Linked DNA regions of Anas platyrhynchos: region 2 is linked to region 1. The links are chromatin contacts, called in public Hi-C maps. All regions are on one chromosome and are shown on one strand. Each heading gives the region's core, a stretch centred on a gene start, on an enhancer-like site or on the middle of the called end of the contact. The rest is flanking DNA. Distances are from core to core; before and after follow the strand shown.

What was found. Hi-C and Micro-C count contacts between places; a contact is called where the count stands out from the background.
Region 2: a Hi-C map of small yellow follicle shows a contact between it and region 1, with 2.0 times the contacts expected there. The contact joins two enhancer-like sites. A contact is called at or near these places in 5 of 8 Hi-C or Micro-C datasets (F5 follicle, liver, skeletal muscle and 2 more).

The regions. Positions count from the first base shown.
Region 1 is chr5:3,678,940-3,685,847 of IASCAAS_PekinDuck_T2T, reverse strand. No RefSeq gene overlaps it. Among named protein-coding and RNA genes, the nearest start is that of DDHD1, 34 kb to the right of the region's middle. Within about 2 kb of position 4,142, at least 4 of the 8 cell types and tissues checked have an H3K27ac peak or open chromatin away from gene starts, as enhancers often do. A contact at or near this core is called in F5 follicle and small yellow follicle, where this site is marked.
Region 2 is chr5:3,974,690-3,981,597 of IASCAAS_PekinDuck_T2T, reverse strand. No RefSeq gene overlaps it. Among named protein-coding and RNA genes, the nearest start is that of CNIH1, 44 kb to the left of the region's middle. Within about 2 kb of position 4,412, at least 5 of the 8 cell types and tissues checked have an H3K27ac peak or open chromatin away from gene starts, as enhancers often do. A contact at or near this core is called in F5 follicle and small yellow follicle, where this site is marked.

The DNA of each region.
Region 1 (6,908 bases), core at 2,893-5,392:
GCGCATAAATCTGAAACAATCACTTCTTCCAGCTATGAAGGGACCAAATGACAAAACACTTACCTAAATGCTTTTTATTTGCATTAACATTTGTTCTGAAACGAGCTGAAAGCCTGGGTCGTTTCGCCTCTGCGTGCCCGTGCAGGGCTGCTGTGCGAGAATTCCCATCCCTGGGGCAGTGGGGCTGCTGGCCGAGCTCCTTCGCACCCCTCGTGCATGGCCAAGGGGGGACATAACTCCCCCTGTGTACCCCTTAATTTCTCTCTGCTGCTTCCCCTTCCTTTAGACAAGAGATGGTAATTTGTGTGGGGCTAAAGCTCTTCCCCTGGCCCCAGCCTGAGCACCGGGGGCTTTGCTCCCCACGTCCCCATCTGTGCCACCGCAGGTCCTCACTGTCCCTTTTGGCTGGTAACAACCCCGGCTCCTGTTCTGTGTTTTCCTCATGCGAGGCACGGGATGGTGATATGTTCTCGAGGTCCACTGTAAATCAGCGAATCTCTCTCCCTAGGATTTGCTCACGATTTGAAAAGCTGACTTGAAACAATTGCCTTTCCCCTAGGGCACCATATGCAACTTCAATATATTAGTGGCGAAGGAAAATATGCTGTGCTTGGCGTTTACAATTCCCACTCTAATTTACCAGACAGGTGTTTCTGAGGAACAGCTCATCTGGCCAGGAGAAGGAGGGTCGCTGGGTTGAGGTTTTTTTTTTCCTTCCTCTTATTTTCATTAAAGGGGCAGACTTGCACACAGCTCATAGAAGGGAGCACTCAGGGGAGCGTTGTCCCCCCCACATTGCCAGCCGTGGGGGAGCAGGTCAGGAGAAGATAGCTACAATAGTTTGGGTCCAGCCTAAAACCACGATTTTGTACGAAATTGCTCCCTGATTGTCAAAGGTGGCTGGTGAGCTAGGCTGCCTCCACTGAGACTCAGCCTAGGAGGGCACGAGGAGGTTCCCATTTCCCAGAGAAACAGCCATTTTCTGGGACTTTATGGGATGAGGACCAAATTCTTTGGTCCCAAAACTTGTGACTTGCATTCCCGCCAGCCAGCCAGCAACTTCTTCCTTAGAGAGGAAAAAATAATAATAAAAAAAAAAAAAAGAGGAGAAGAAGAAAAAAAAAAATAAATTAAGCTAAACTAAATTAATCCTGTTCTGAGAGCTAAATATGGTCAGGACATCTGTGACCTCCCCCGACTTCGCCCTGGCTGAGCGGGGACAATAGCTGCCATGTGCCACCCGTTATTGTTGAGCCTGGAAAAGATTTCTAATCCCAGAATAATGTGCGTGTGCACCCATGCACGTAGGCACACACACACACACACACACACAAACTCTGTTAAACTCGCTTTTTACATCCAAAAGGGAACAGTTGGCAGCCGGGCTGCCCTCGCAGTGTTGGAGGGATGAAAGAGCCCCCCTCGGCTTCATAAAATCCGTGTGTACACAAGGGTTTTTCTTTCGTCTACAGATGTCCATTTCTAGTGTTACAAGGTGCAAATTCCGAGGTTCGGCAGGCGCTGGGAGCTGTGTTCTCGTGTTGAAATGCCGGTATGTGGTCCGCGTGTCTCTGATCTCCAGAGCTTCCTAGCATGACATCTTTCATCATCATCATCAAGTCGGGGGGGACGTAGATACATGTGGCCACCAGATTCCCTTCCAGCGGGGAGACGGGCCGCATCCTGTAACAACGCGCCTCGCTCTCCTCTTACCGGCGATGCTTTAAAGTCGCTCCCTCCCGGCTCCGCGGGGCTCCTGGCCTCGCAGCACCCAGCCAGGCCAAGTCCCGTGAACCAGGGCACGAGCCCAAGGAGGAGCCTGGGGCCCTCTCTGCAGCCAGCGATGCCCCGAGCTCTTCCCCCAGCTCTTTGAAGGCACCGGCGAGGGTCACCCCGCCGTCCCCCACCGCTCTGCTCCTCTCGCCCTGCACCGAGCCTGGGATGTCAGGAAGCGGTGGCCTTTTGTGTTTTTTTGGAAGGAAGTGGTTAACTCTTCCTTCACCGCCCCGCGACGGGGCTTATTGGCAAACACGCTCTTCAATCAAGAGCGAAAGAGACCACAGAGCTGGCTTGCGTGGGAGGGGAACGGGGCTGGGTGGGAAGCCCGTGGGGACCGACCTTGGCCGCCCACCATGGAGGGCCCCCTTCCCTGGGCACCCCCTTTTGAAGCCATTTCAGCCACCCCACCGCACAGGTCCCACCAGTTCCCCATCGGAGATCTCCCTCCAGGGCCATCACTCGCGTTCGGTGGATGTTTCTCATTCACATCAAAGTGGAAGCTGCAGCAAGTGTGCGTCAAGTCAGCTTTGGCAAGTCTTGTGGCCCTCCCTATTTATTTATTTTTTTTTTCCTTTTTTTCCCTTCCTTTTTCTTGTTGCTGCTCAGCCCTGCAGAATGTAATTAGAAAATGAGCCATTTATAAAACAAATGTTTCCGGGAGAAACTCCCCTGAACGCCCGTGTCATAAAATTATTGAACGCAGCGTCTGAGAGCGTTCAGGATCCAAAACTTCCTCGGGGCTCACCCCTATCCATTATCCTGTCGCTCCTTCAGCTGGGCGGTGACATTTTACTGGCGGCACCCTGTTCCCCTCCAAAAGAAGTTGGCCTCCTGGCTGTTCTGCTAATAAACCAACGTGCTGCTCTGTTGGTGTCCTCCTCCATCTATTAAAAACCATGGTGGGGATGTGGCGAGCCCCGGCTCACCTCCTGGGGTGGGCTTTGCTCCCCTTCCCAGCACATCCCTGGGGACAAAGCGTGGTGACCCGACCCCGTGTCCTGGTGGTGTTTTCATCGCTGAGCAAAGCAGCGTGGTTTCCAGAGCTGGGATGTCCCCTCCTTCTAGAAATGCTCATAGCTTTCGCTCAAGGTAAGCACTCCGGGAGGGAACGTCCCGTCTTTCACCCTCCGCTGCGACTGGCTTTGCCCAAGGACTCAGCTCCCACCGGAGCGCCGTGAGCTCGCCAGACTTTCCAACACACTCAGAACCTACAAAGTGCTTTGAGATCCCTGCCAGCTCCCTCTCTGGTCTTCTGGCGCGGTTCGAGAGGCAGATATTAATCTTAACAGCTACACGCTGGCCGGGCCCTGGTTGCCTAAGAGATTCTCCCTGAATTTATTTATTTGGATTTATACAAAAGAGCATAAAAAGGAACACTCCTCCCAGACTCCAGGCTCACCAGCCATAAATTACAAAAACAACTACAATGAAACCACCCACGGTACCTCCCGCCTCTGACACGACTGTTTTCCTCCAACACCCGGCTCCGCAGCGGCAACGTCCAGCGTCTCTGCAAGCCTTGGCATTCCTCGTGGAGCCCTCAACTGCAGCTGGCCCACGGCTCGGCGCTCTGGGAAGCCCTGTCCTCACTCTTTCCTCGGAGCTGCCGGGGTTGGCACTCGTGTGAGAAGTGGCTGAAGCGATGGGTGTGATGTCCAGCAGGGTGGCACTCTTCTTAGTCCACATGGACAAGGCTAACGTGGCTCAGCTTCTGAGTTCCCCTAGGGCAGATATGGCCAGAGAGACCTCAAGAGGTCTTCTAGTCCCCACGGGTCTTCTCATCCACCTAGCCTGCCCTGACACATAGCTAAGTAATTTCTTCTTGAAAACCTCCAGTGATGGAGTTTCCACCACCTCCCACACAAGGAATCCCAGTTCTCACCCTCGGAAAATGTTTCCTAAAGCCTGACCTCAGCCACCCTTGCCCTTAACCTAATCACTTTATGTGCTATCCCCAGCAGGCACCGAGGACTGCTTCCTATCTCCTATCCAGTGAGGAAAGTCAAAATACTTGAAGGCTGTTATCATGTTTTCCCTCCGTTTTTTCCTCTCTAGACTAAACAACCCCAATTTTCTCAGTGTCTCCTTGCAGGTCATGTTTTCTAGAGCTCTGTTCCTCTTTGTTCTTCTCCTCTGGACCCTCTCCAAGGAGTCCGCATCTTTTCTCAAGTGCAGTGCCAAAAGCTGGATTCAATATCCAGCCGAGGTCTTCCTGGGGCTGTGTGGAGCAGATGGATAGCTTCGCATGTCTTCCGCATAGCACTGCTGGTCTGATGTCTGTTTTGCTTGCAAAAGGCAGAGCACTGGTGACTCCTTTCCAGCCTGTGATACACTATTCCCTCCCCAAGTGCACCAGAGCCCCAGACAGGGTCTCTCCTTATCAGCAAAGTCTTCCCTGATTGAAGGTTGTTTGGCTTTGCTTTCCAGCTCGTTTTGCTGCTCATGCTGAGTTTTGGCAATTTTAGCAAAGTAGAAGCAAACCCTTGAGCTTTGGGTGCCCCAAGGCCGTGATCCTGCTGGGGGAAGGAGGATCCTATAGCTCCTTACACGGATTGCCATGAATTCACATTCTCACCCCCTCGCTTTGCTTCAGAGCCCAAGGGTCTGTCCCAGGAAGGGGGGAATTCCCCCAGGGGTTGCTTCCTTCCCTGGTGGCTTGCTTCCTTCCCTTCATCAGCTGCAGGTGGCCACATCATCTAGAAATTAACCTGATAAACCCAAGTGCTGTAGAGTCACAGGTAACTCAGGCTGGAAGGAGCATCTATGGGTCCCTAACCCAATGTCTGAGCTCAGGATGCTCGGGGCTTTTTCCAGTTCATCTTTGGAAACCCACTCCAATAGTTGACTGCCCTCATCATGAAAAATTTTGTCCTTATATCCAGAAGTCACACACAGGGATCACACTTGGTATTTTCCCTCTGTGCATTTGTCCCAATCCTAAAATCTGGACATAGCCTTAAGCCAATACTAAGACCTTATTTACACTTCTACTGCCTCTTTTGTCATTAAAGTAGTCATAGAATGGGATTTAGTGACAAATGGGGGTGCACATGGTGCTGTAGGATCCAAGTCACTGTGTCAGCAGGAGGGTGAAGCAAAAAGTGCACTGAGGGCAGCAGGTGAATCTCAGCTCATGCCCAGGGCCTCCCCCCAATAGCCACGAGTCTTTTGAGCTGAAACCACCTTGTTGGTACGTGTTGGTGCAAATTCTTGCACAGTGGGGTCTGGTCCTGGAGGGGTTCTTCAGATATTGCTCCAATTGCAAAAAATAGGCAGTCCCAGACAGACACGCAGGCTGGAGTGGAGGCTGCAGGTGGAGTAACACCATTACGGAGATGTTGGACGCATCCCAAGCCCCAGGAGCTAGGGTCAGAAAAATCAGAATTAAATTGAAATGGGAAAGAAATCCAAACCAGTCCAGGGTGTGTTCATTCAGGATATTCTTTCTTTCACTCTGCCCTACAGTCAAGAAATAATGACGCAGTTATAATTCAAGCATGGTTATGTTTGTAGCCCTTGATTAGATTCAACTAATTAGATTCAGCAAAGATTTTTCTTTCTCTCTTCTGTTTTCCTTTATGCTCTTTAAAGATGTGGTGTCATTTTGGGTGGGTGAAGGCTGCCAAACAGTTAACAAACTAAACATCAAATTCGCAGAGAGATCGGCTGATTTTGCCCAGTGCCCCAGCGTGCTGGGGAGGTGTACTGGGGAAAACTGGGTTTCAGCTTGCTGTTGGCATTGCCCAGTCCCTTGGGACTGTGTTTGAGCTAACAGTGAACCTAGAAAAAGTGTAACTATGACAGTGCAGGAGGGCAGGTAGATCATTCATGTTTTTTTTTCAGTAACACACTGCTATGCTATGTTATGATCCATTTTTCGTTCCCAAGCCCAAGAGAGAATAGGGCTGGAAATCCCAGTCCCATTGGATCCAGATGCAGAAATCACCTGGCTCCATCAGAGCAGGGTTTCACCCCCATGGAAGCAAATTCTCCCTTCCAAGACGTCCTTCCCTTCAGTAATCAAACTGACAAACCATCAGGTGTCAGGTAGGAAGGAAAGTGGTGCTGTCACAGGAAAGCCCCTTCAGCAAGCAGAGCTGCACGCTGTACTCAGGGAAAAAAAAGCAAACTTCAGAAGAAAATAAAAACACCTAAATGTTTTGCCTTGGCTGATCAAAGACATCTGGGAGCACCGTGCATGGCTTTAGAAGGAACCCCAGCAAGCTGCTGCTGCACAAACAAAAAGCAACAGATGAAAAAAAAATAAATATATATATATATATATATATAAATATAAAAATATATATAAAAAAAAATATATAAAAAAATAATGCAGAACAATTTTCTTGGGCCCCACAGGACTTGGTGGGCTGCTTTGGGTACTGAGTGCCAGCGCAGCATCTGCCCCTGCTGGGTCTGTAATCCAGCACGGATGGGGGGCACCAGCACAAGATAAAAAAATTACAGGAGGCAAAACCAAGTTGAAGTTGCATAAATCGAGCTTCTCAGTCTCACTGGAAGGTGCAACAGCCACAAGTTTCCACCTAAGGACTCACGGGAAGGATTGCTAGATTTGCGAAATGGCCAGCTGAATATTTGAAGGGTGAAGGCCACCGAGTCCTCCAGGGGTAATGCAGATGTATTTGGACTTGCACCTTTTTCAGGTACCTGCATCTATGGTGGTCCCCACAGGCTTTATAACCGCTGGAAAGAAACGGGCAAATTGAATTTTTGGTCTGCTCCAAAAAAAGGTCTGGCTCCACCGTGCCCTTCGCTGCCCTCTCCCCACAGACGTTACCTTGCTACTAAAATTACACTTTCTCAGCATAACCTGCCAGGTTATGTTTCAGGGCCAGCTCCCTGAAACACTCGCTCAAAAACCAGTATAGCTAAAAAAATAAATAAATAAATATTTTTTGTTCTTTATATTTTCTGAGCCTTGGAGGTGTCTCAGGTTTCACACCTTATTTGAGAAAACTTTTTAAACAAACCCTGAAATTCTCACTTCGTCACATGTCGCCAAGCACTGGGGCTTAAGAAATACCACAGAGCTGGCAATAAAATCCCACGAGTTGGCAGCTCTGCCCGTCTTTAGGCTTTGCTCGGAACAATCAAGTTCAGATCTGCAG
Region 2 (6,908 bases), core at 3,163-5,662, 300 kb before region 1:
GACAGCAGCAACCTATGGCATGCATGAGGAAGACAAAGGTTAGGAATGCAGTGTGCTTCAGAACAGAAGATTCTCTGTGTTTTGTCTTATATCAATAAATGATACTAGAATTTTGTGGTTAGAATATGGCTTTAAGTACATAGATAAGAGCCCAAGTAAATACTAGCACTCCTCCATTCCTGAGGGAAGTTGGTGGCCTGCCCACATAATTTGCTGATAAAGTCCCATCTGTTAAAACAAAGTACCGCAGCACCAGCAATAAATTTCAAGCAAAGACCATGAGAGGTTATTTTTTCATGACAGTCTTTGGTGAGCTTTATTTTAAACCAGGAAAGTGTTTGAAAGCGAAACAGAGATGATAGCGTTGGCTTTCAGTTAGCTTTACACTTTTACATGGCGAATGAGAAATCCCGCTCCGCTTTATTTCACTGGTAAACAGTGTGGCATGATAAACTGTTACGAGAATAAAGTCATAAGGAAAACTCTGCTTCACAAATGACATACGTAGAAAAACAGCAGATGTCTGATGAAGTAAAGAACCAACTCATTGCCAAGGCTTTGGAAAACAAAATTAATTTCCTTTAGTCTTTGATAATGATGATGTAATGTAGTTAATAGGAAGAGCCTGCCATGCTCGTGGAGTTATTAAAGAAGAAATGTTAGACATGCAGCAGGTCAAAAATATGGGTTTACTTAGCAGTGCCATATCCATGAGAGTATTTATAGAGGTGAAGGAAGAAGAAAGATGATAGTGATACAGAATGTTGCATTTTTGAAAGCAGAAGTGTGTAATGAAACCAAACTTCTGAATGTCCTCTTAATAACTCTTAATAAGCTCAGAATTCTGGTTGTTCAGTGCAAAGAAGACAAGTCTTCGTGGAAAGCACTTACTTCAAGGAAAATCAATTCTTTTTGTAGAGTAAAATTAAAAATATTTTACCTCCTGATTTTCCCTAATGAGATCTAAGCCATGTGAAGACAGTGGCTGAATGGGCATAGCCTTGGCTGTTTTAATGGGTAGAAAATATGTCAAGGAAAAAAAAAATGTGTGGAGAATGTTTTTCTTAATTTTCAAGTACTTTGCTCCTTGGATTTTAACAAAATGGTGTGTAGTAAGCAGATGTAATGATTTATTTATGTGCAATATCTCCTTTGGTCACTAGATGTCCCTACATGCTGTTGGAGTAACTGTCCGGGTGTGGTTCCTGGTAAACAAAAAAGGTAAATCGGGAAACTAAAGCTGTGCAGATTCCTCGAGGGTATGTAGGAAGCTGTCCTATTAAAGGAGATTTTGTGCTTTTTGTGTGCGCTTAACTGCTGGGGGAGATAGTGCTGGAATGTACTGTACTTTTACCATATACACGGAATGAAAGTTAGATTTGTTCACAGAAACTTTGGAAGAGATACTTACAGGCATGGTTTAAATAGCCAAACATTTTTTGGCAGAGTATTGATGACCCAATTTCCTCCCCTGGTGGTAACTATTACAAGTGTAGAGAGGTGGTGGGATTTAAAATTGGAGGTTCATTGCTGAGGCACGAGAATAACCAATATAGATGTAGTGTCATGCCTATGGGATCCCACAGTCCTGCAGTCACTGTAACTAATGTTGATTTTAACAGTGTCCATGATTACAATCTCGTCAGCAAAGTTTTATATCACACAGGGCATTTTATATTATGTGGCAAGGCTGGGAGTTTTACCTAATTAACGCAAAACCTAATGTTGACCTCTTTCATGGAAGACTTGTATCTTTCTAATTTTTTTTCCCCTTAGAATACAAAATGAACACTTTCTGATGAATCTGGCTGCAGAATTGGGTCTTGGTGTGAGTGGATAATAATGCTGTTGCCCTGACTGGGCATATTCTTACACAAGTCATAGAATTGGGTTTTGTCTTTCCATTAAGGACCCTTTTGGTACGTGTGGAGGCCAGGACTCACTGGAAGGTCAGCTTTGAGGAGTGCTGGGACAAGTACGTCATCATCTAACTGCTTTCACTTGTTGGCACATTCGCTGGGCTATCTCAGTGGCATTATGGGCCCTAATGATAGAGGTGGTTTTTCTCCACCGTTAAAGATTTGACAGTTGGGTGCAAATCAGAAATACAGAAAGCAGAGCAAAGCACTGCACCACAAGTGATTGTGGTTTCCAATTAACAAGGGGAAAACAGTGCCAGAAGTTAGTGTAAAATACCAAACATAACTCTCAAGAGGAAAGGAACATGTGACAGAAACAGCTCCCTTCAGCTGAAATGGATGAGTAGGGACTACTAAATGGCTTTTATTGTTACAACTTTAGTTTTGCATATATGGCTAAAAGTTTATGGACTTTTACTCTAGTGTTAGACCGCCCTATTCCCTATTTGACTGCTCACAGGTTGTTATATAAATAAAATTATTTGGGGTTTGCTGAATACCTACGAAATTATTGTGGTTATTAAAATGCAGGCAAGCTGATAGACTGCATGTTTATTAACCCCGGACACTTGGCCCTGTAGAGCCCACCTGCCAGTGAGTGTTTCACTCCAAAAGAATCAGGAGTTCAACAAGTGGGGTTGTGTGTGCAGGGGTGAGGCCTGTTAGTATTCCATGGAGATGTTGAGAGCAATCTCGGTTCTCCTCACTGAACTAGGTTAGGGTTTCTGGAGACTCAAGCAAGTACCTTATCCTGGAAGGCTGCTTTTCTATCCATGCAATCCCTGCACTTGTTAGGAAATGAGCATTTGGAGGTACTCTGTTGTGTACGTGATGAATCCAAACCTCTATGTCCCCCTCATCTCCCGTCCTACAAATACCAAACTGTGGGTACAACAATTCAAAGCAGTTATTTCTATTTTGCACTGTTTGTTTAGATGAGGGGAACCGTGGCTATGCAGCTGGCACAATGGCTTATGAAATAAAAGTGACCCGTTGAAATTCTTGCATTTAGAACGTTTGTTCTAATTTCAACTGGATAACTAATTATTTTTTTATTGTGCTAATGGGCTGCTATTCATATGTGGAAGCCATTTACTGCACGCCCTAGATGGAAACGGGCTCGTATTTCAGCTCTGAATATTTAACACTTAATAAGGTAGCCACCTGCTTTTAAGGTTATTCCAACATATTCAAACGCTCTTTACTTCTCATTGGGAGTACCGGGATTATTTTTGATCTCCCATAATGAAACAAATAGCCAAACCAATTTAAGCACTAAATAAAAAAAAAATCTAGCCCCTCTAATTTTCTAAAATTCAAACAGCTTTGTAATCACACCTTATAAATCACGTAGAGTTCTGTAACTTTAAAAGCCAGGCCTGCACATAGCGAATGTTTGTTCTTCTCAACATGACACAGTGAAACCGCTGAGTGCAGAGCGGGGTGAGGGCAGGTGCTGAGCTCCCATCACCGCCCAGCGCTGCCTGCCTGTTCTCTTCAACCCTGACCAAAGCTGTCTGGAGCATTCCTGCTGAAACCTCAAACCAGGAGAAATGATTCTGTGCATCTGTTCCTCTTTGCCCCCAAATTTTGTCATGGCTCATGAACCTGCATCTGGGGAGTATGAAGTACAAGCCAGAAATTGGCAGGGAGGTTCTGCAAACGTGGCTCGGAGCCATGCACTTACTCCTCACTTTGGAGCTGGCCGCTCAGGAGTTCAAACAGACTTGAGCAGTCTTGAGTTATGCTGGTTGGCACTGCTGCAGGGACAGAATTAGGGCTGTGTGATGGTTGGTGGGGGGGAAGTGTTACCCTAATTCAGCATTTCCTGCTTCTCTAGTTTTTGCTGTTGGATTTTGATGATGAGTGCATAGGACAGGAACGTGAGGAGCTCCGTGTTGTTAAGCTCCAAGGTGCCAACCTTTTCTGTGCAGTGCCAGCAAGGTGGAGATTGTTGAGGTAAGGTTTCCTCGGCGAATAGCCACCGTATTGCCATTCCCCAGTGCAGTCAGCTTGCCGGGTACGCACTCCGTTGTCCACTAATTGCATCACTTATTTTTAAAACAAACAAACAAAACTCAATTTTTTTCTCTCCACTTTCCAAGCATGGACCTGCCTAGATTGTGTAGATGTTGGAGTGAAGTTAATGGAGGGAGGGATCCCTTTGTTGTTTTTTGGATGAGTTGAACTGTGCATTGTACAAATGGATGGAGAGGTTTAGGATGGGTTTGGACAGGAAGGTGGAAATGCTTCCAGCAGCTTTGCCTACAGCAGGAAGCGTTCTGCAGCCTGGCAGCTCTGTTTCCAGAGCAATAACCCTTGGTTTAGGGGTGGCATCAGCAAGGAGTCAACAAAGCTTTCAGAACGTGGATGGCTCTCGATAATCTGTGAGCACGTGTCCTCGCTCGCAGGGAACCGCAGTGCTCCTCGGAGCAATTCCCTCTGCCCACAAGCCTAACCTCTGTCCTGCTGAGGCTGCCTCAGCCGGCTCCTGCTCTTCCACGTGCTAATCTTGGCGAGACACTGGGACAACTGAATGTCTGTTGTATCATCCTGGGCTGTAAACAACAGACAAAGTTATGTGTCATCTACAAGCCCTCTAATCCAAACAGTGGCGGGAGCGCCTGCGCACCATTGGGAGCGTTTCTGCAGCGTGTTAGGCATGCGAGGGGGACAAAAGCTGATGAGCATGCCAAATATCTCTAGCATAGACAAGGCTGAGACACGTGTGCTGGACAAAAGGAAGCAATAGTGGCAGAAGTACTTAGGGAAGCAGCTTGAATGATTTCTGGCCACTAGTAGCTTTCGTTCTTTTGATGCAGATAAGCGAGGAGAATAATGTGCTTGAAGAGAACGGTTCCCCTCCGCGGGAGCTGCTGAATGTCAGGAGCGGGGAGGGGCTGTCAGAAGTCACTGATGGTGCTTGCAGAAAAGGACTGCTTTGCTACTTTCTTCTTCTGTTGAAACTTGCCGTTTTTGTACAGGATTATTGTGAAAAGATAATTGTAGTGATTTTGCAGCTTTCTAGTCACTGTTGGAGTGAACCAGGGCTTCTCTGAAGCAGATGGATTCTGTCAATTCATGCATCATATTTAGCCTTTTTACCCTTAAAAAGGTTGAAATCTGTGGTTGTACAGCAGACATTACTTAAATAAGGAGGAGAAAACCTGGGTCCTTTTCCTGGGTTTTGGAAGCAACCTGATATTTAATATTTAGGAATTTATTTCACCACTGTGCCTTGCTTTAACCATCTGTAAAATGGGAATAACGATACCGGCTATGTTATGTCAGGTGTTTTAGGATGCAGAGGACAAATGAGACAGGGAGCGAGTCAGAAGTCCAGTGAAATGGAGTACCTTTCAAAACCCCAAATCTGCCAAAATTGTAAACGTACAGGGATCTGTCATCCTCTTTCATTCCCAGTGAATTTGAGGTTCTGTTTCCATTAGGAGTACGTGCTTCGTAATAAACTAGCAACATGCTAGCAATGGGCTAAACACGTCTTCACCGTTAAGAGCTATTTTTTTTTTTGGAAGAGTACACAGATTCTGTAGCGTGGGCCATTGCTTATTTTATTTTTAAACAACTTGTCCCTGGCTGTAATAGGGAGCAAATTATCTCGAGCGGCCTGATAGTTTACATGTTCTCATTATATTCCTCTTCCCAGAGAAGACACAGTTTGTGCTTTTAGAGGAAGGGCATACGGTGTGTAGCTGTAGTGTTTAGGGGTCCTGATGTGCCCCCTTTTCACACCAGCCAGCACGAGTGGTTATCATCACCCTCTTTTTTTTTTTGGGCATTCACGCAGAAAGCTGGAAGCAAAGCTCGTGCAGGGCAATGGAAATTGCGGCGTGGCATCAGCACACAGTGACTTGCTCTCCCGTTGGCAGGACACAGAGCAAAACAGGTGAACGGGCGTCCTGCTGCTTGGCTTTGCTTGGTGGCAGGATTCCTCTCAAAGCACAGACCCCAAAATTGGATGCTAGGAGCTGACTGAAGAATGGGATGCACCAGGAGACATGACAGCACGTGCACGATGCTTTGCTGCTTCGCTGTGTTCTGCGAACGCCATAGGAGAGGACCAAAGCAACGTGCTGGTAACGCTGCCTGTGCGTTGTGCAGCCTCTCGCTGCAGGAATGCTGACACAAACAAAAAGGAGATAACTTGGAAATTCTATTGCTCCGTTTATGTTATTATTGTAGTTAATGGTCTGTCAGCATTTCCATTATAAATCCCCATTTTCAGGGTTTTATAACTCAGCCGTAAAAATTCTCTCCAGGCTGAATTTGGCATGTGTGTTTTCAGCCTGAGAGCACATGTGTTGTTTTATTTTTTATTTTTTTTTAACAAGGTTGTGTTTAAAAAAAAAAAAAAACAACTAGAACTGCATTCACAATTTTTAAGATATAGAATTGCCAAAAAAAAAAAAAAGCCAACAAAAAATAGGTGATTGGTTACAGATGCTTTCTTTGCACTCGTATAACTCAAAAATTGCTGAGTTATTTCAGCTGTAATTGTGGGTATGTGTAAGGTTAAAATGGTGGATTTAGTACTATTCCTTTCTTTATGGTGTTGGTATTTGACAAGCAAATAGAAAACAGACCCCGATACTGTATACACTCACGTATAAGCTGACCCGTGTGTAAACTGACCTCCCAAACTTGCCCCGCGCTCCCCTCATCTAGGCCAGATTGTTTCAGTGTCAGCCAGGGTGGGCATGCAGGGAGTGGGGGGCAAATTTTTGGATTTCGGTGAATTTCTTCTTCTGTCTGCCGTTGCTTCCCGTAGCGCTGTGTGGTTGCAGAATGCACGCCAGGCAGGTGGTGTGAGTAACGAAGAGCTACAATAGACACATGTTCCCACACATTCTGAGTGTCAGCTTTGTCCATCTTGTTTACAGAGGGACTGCCCTCTGTCTGAAACTCACTCCAGAGAAGTTTACACAAAGATGAGTGTAAACCACATGTTTTACGCTGAAGCATCTGAAA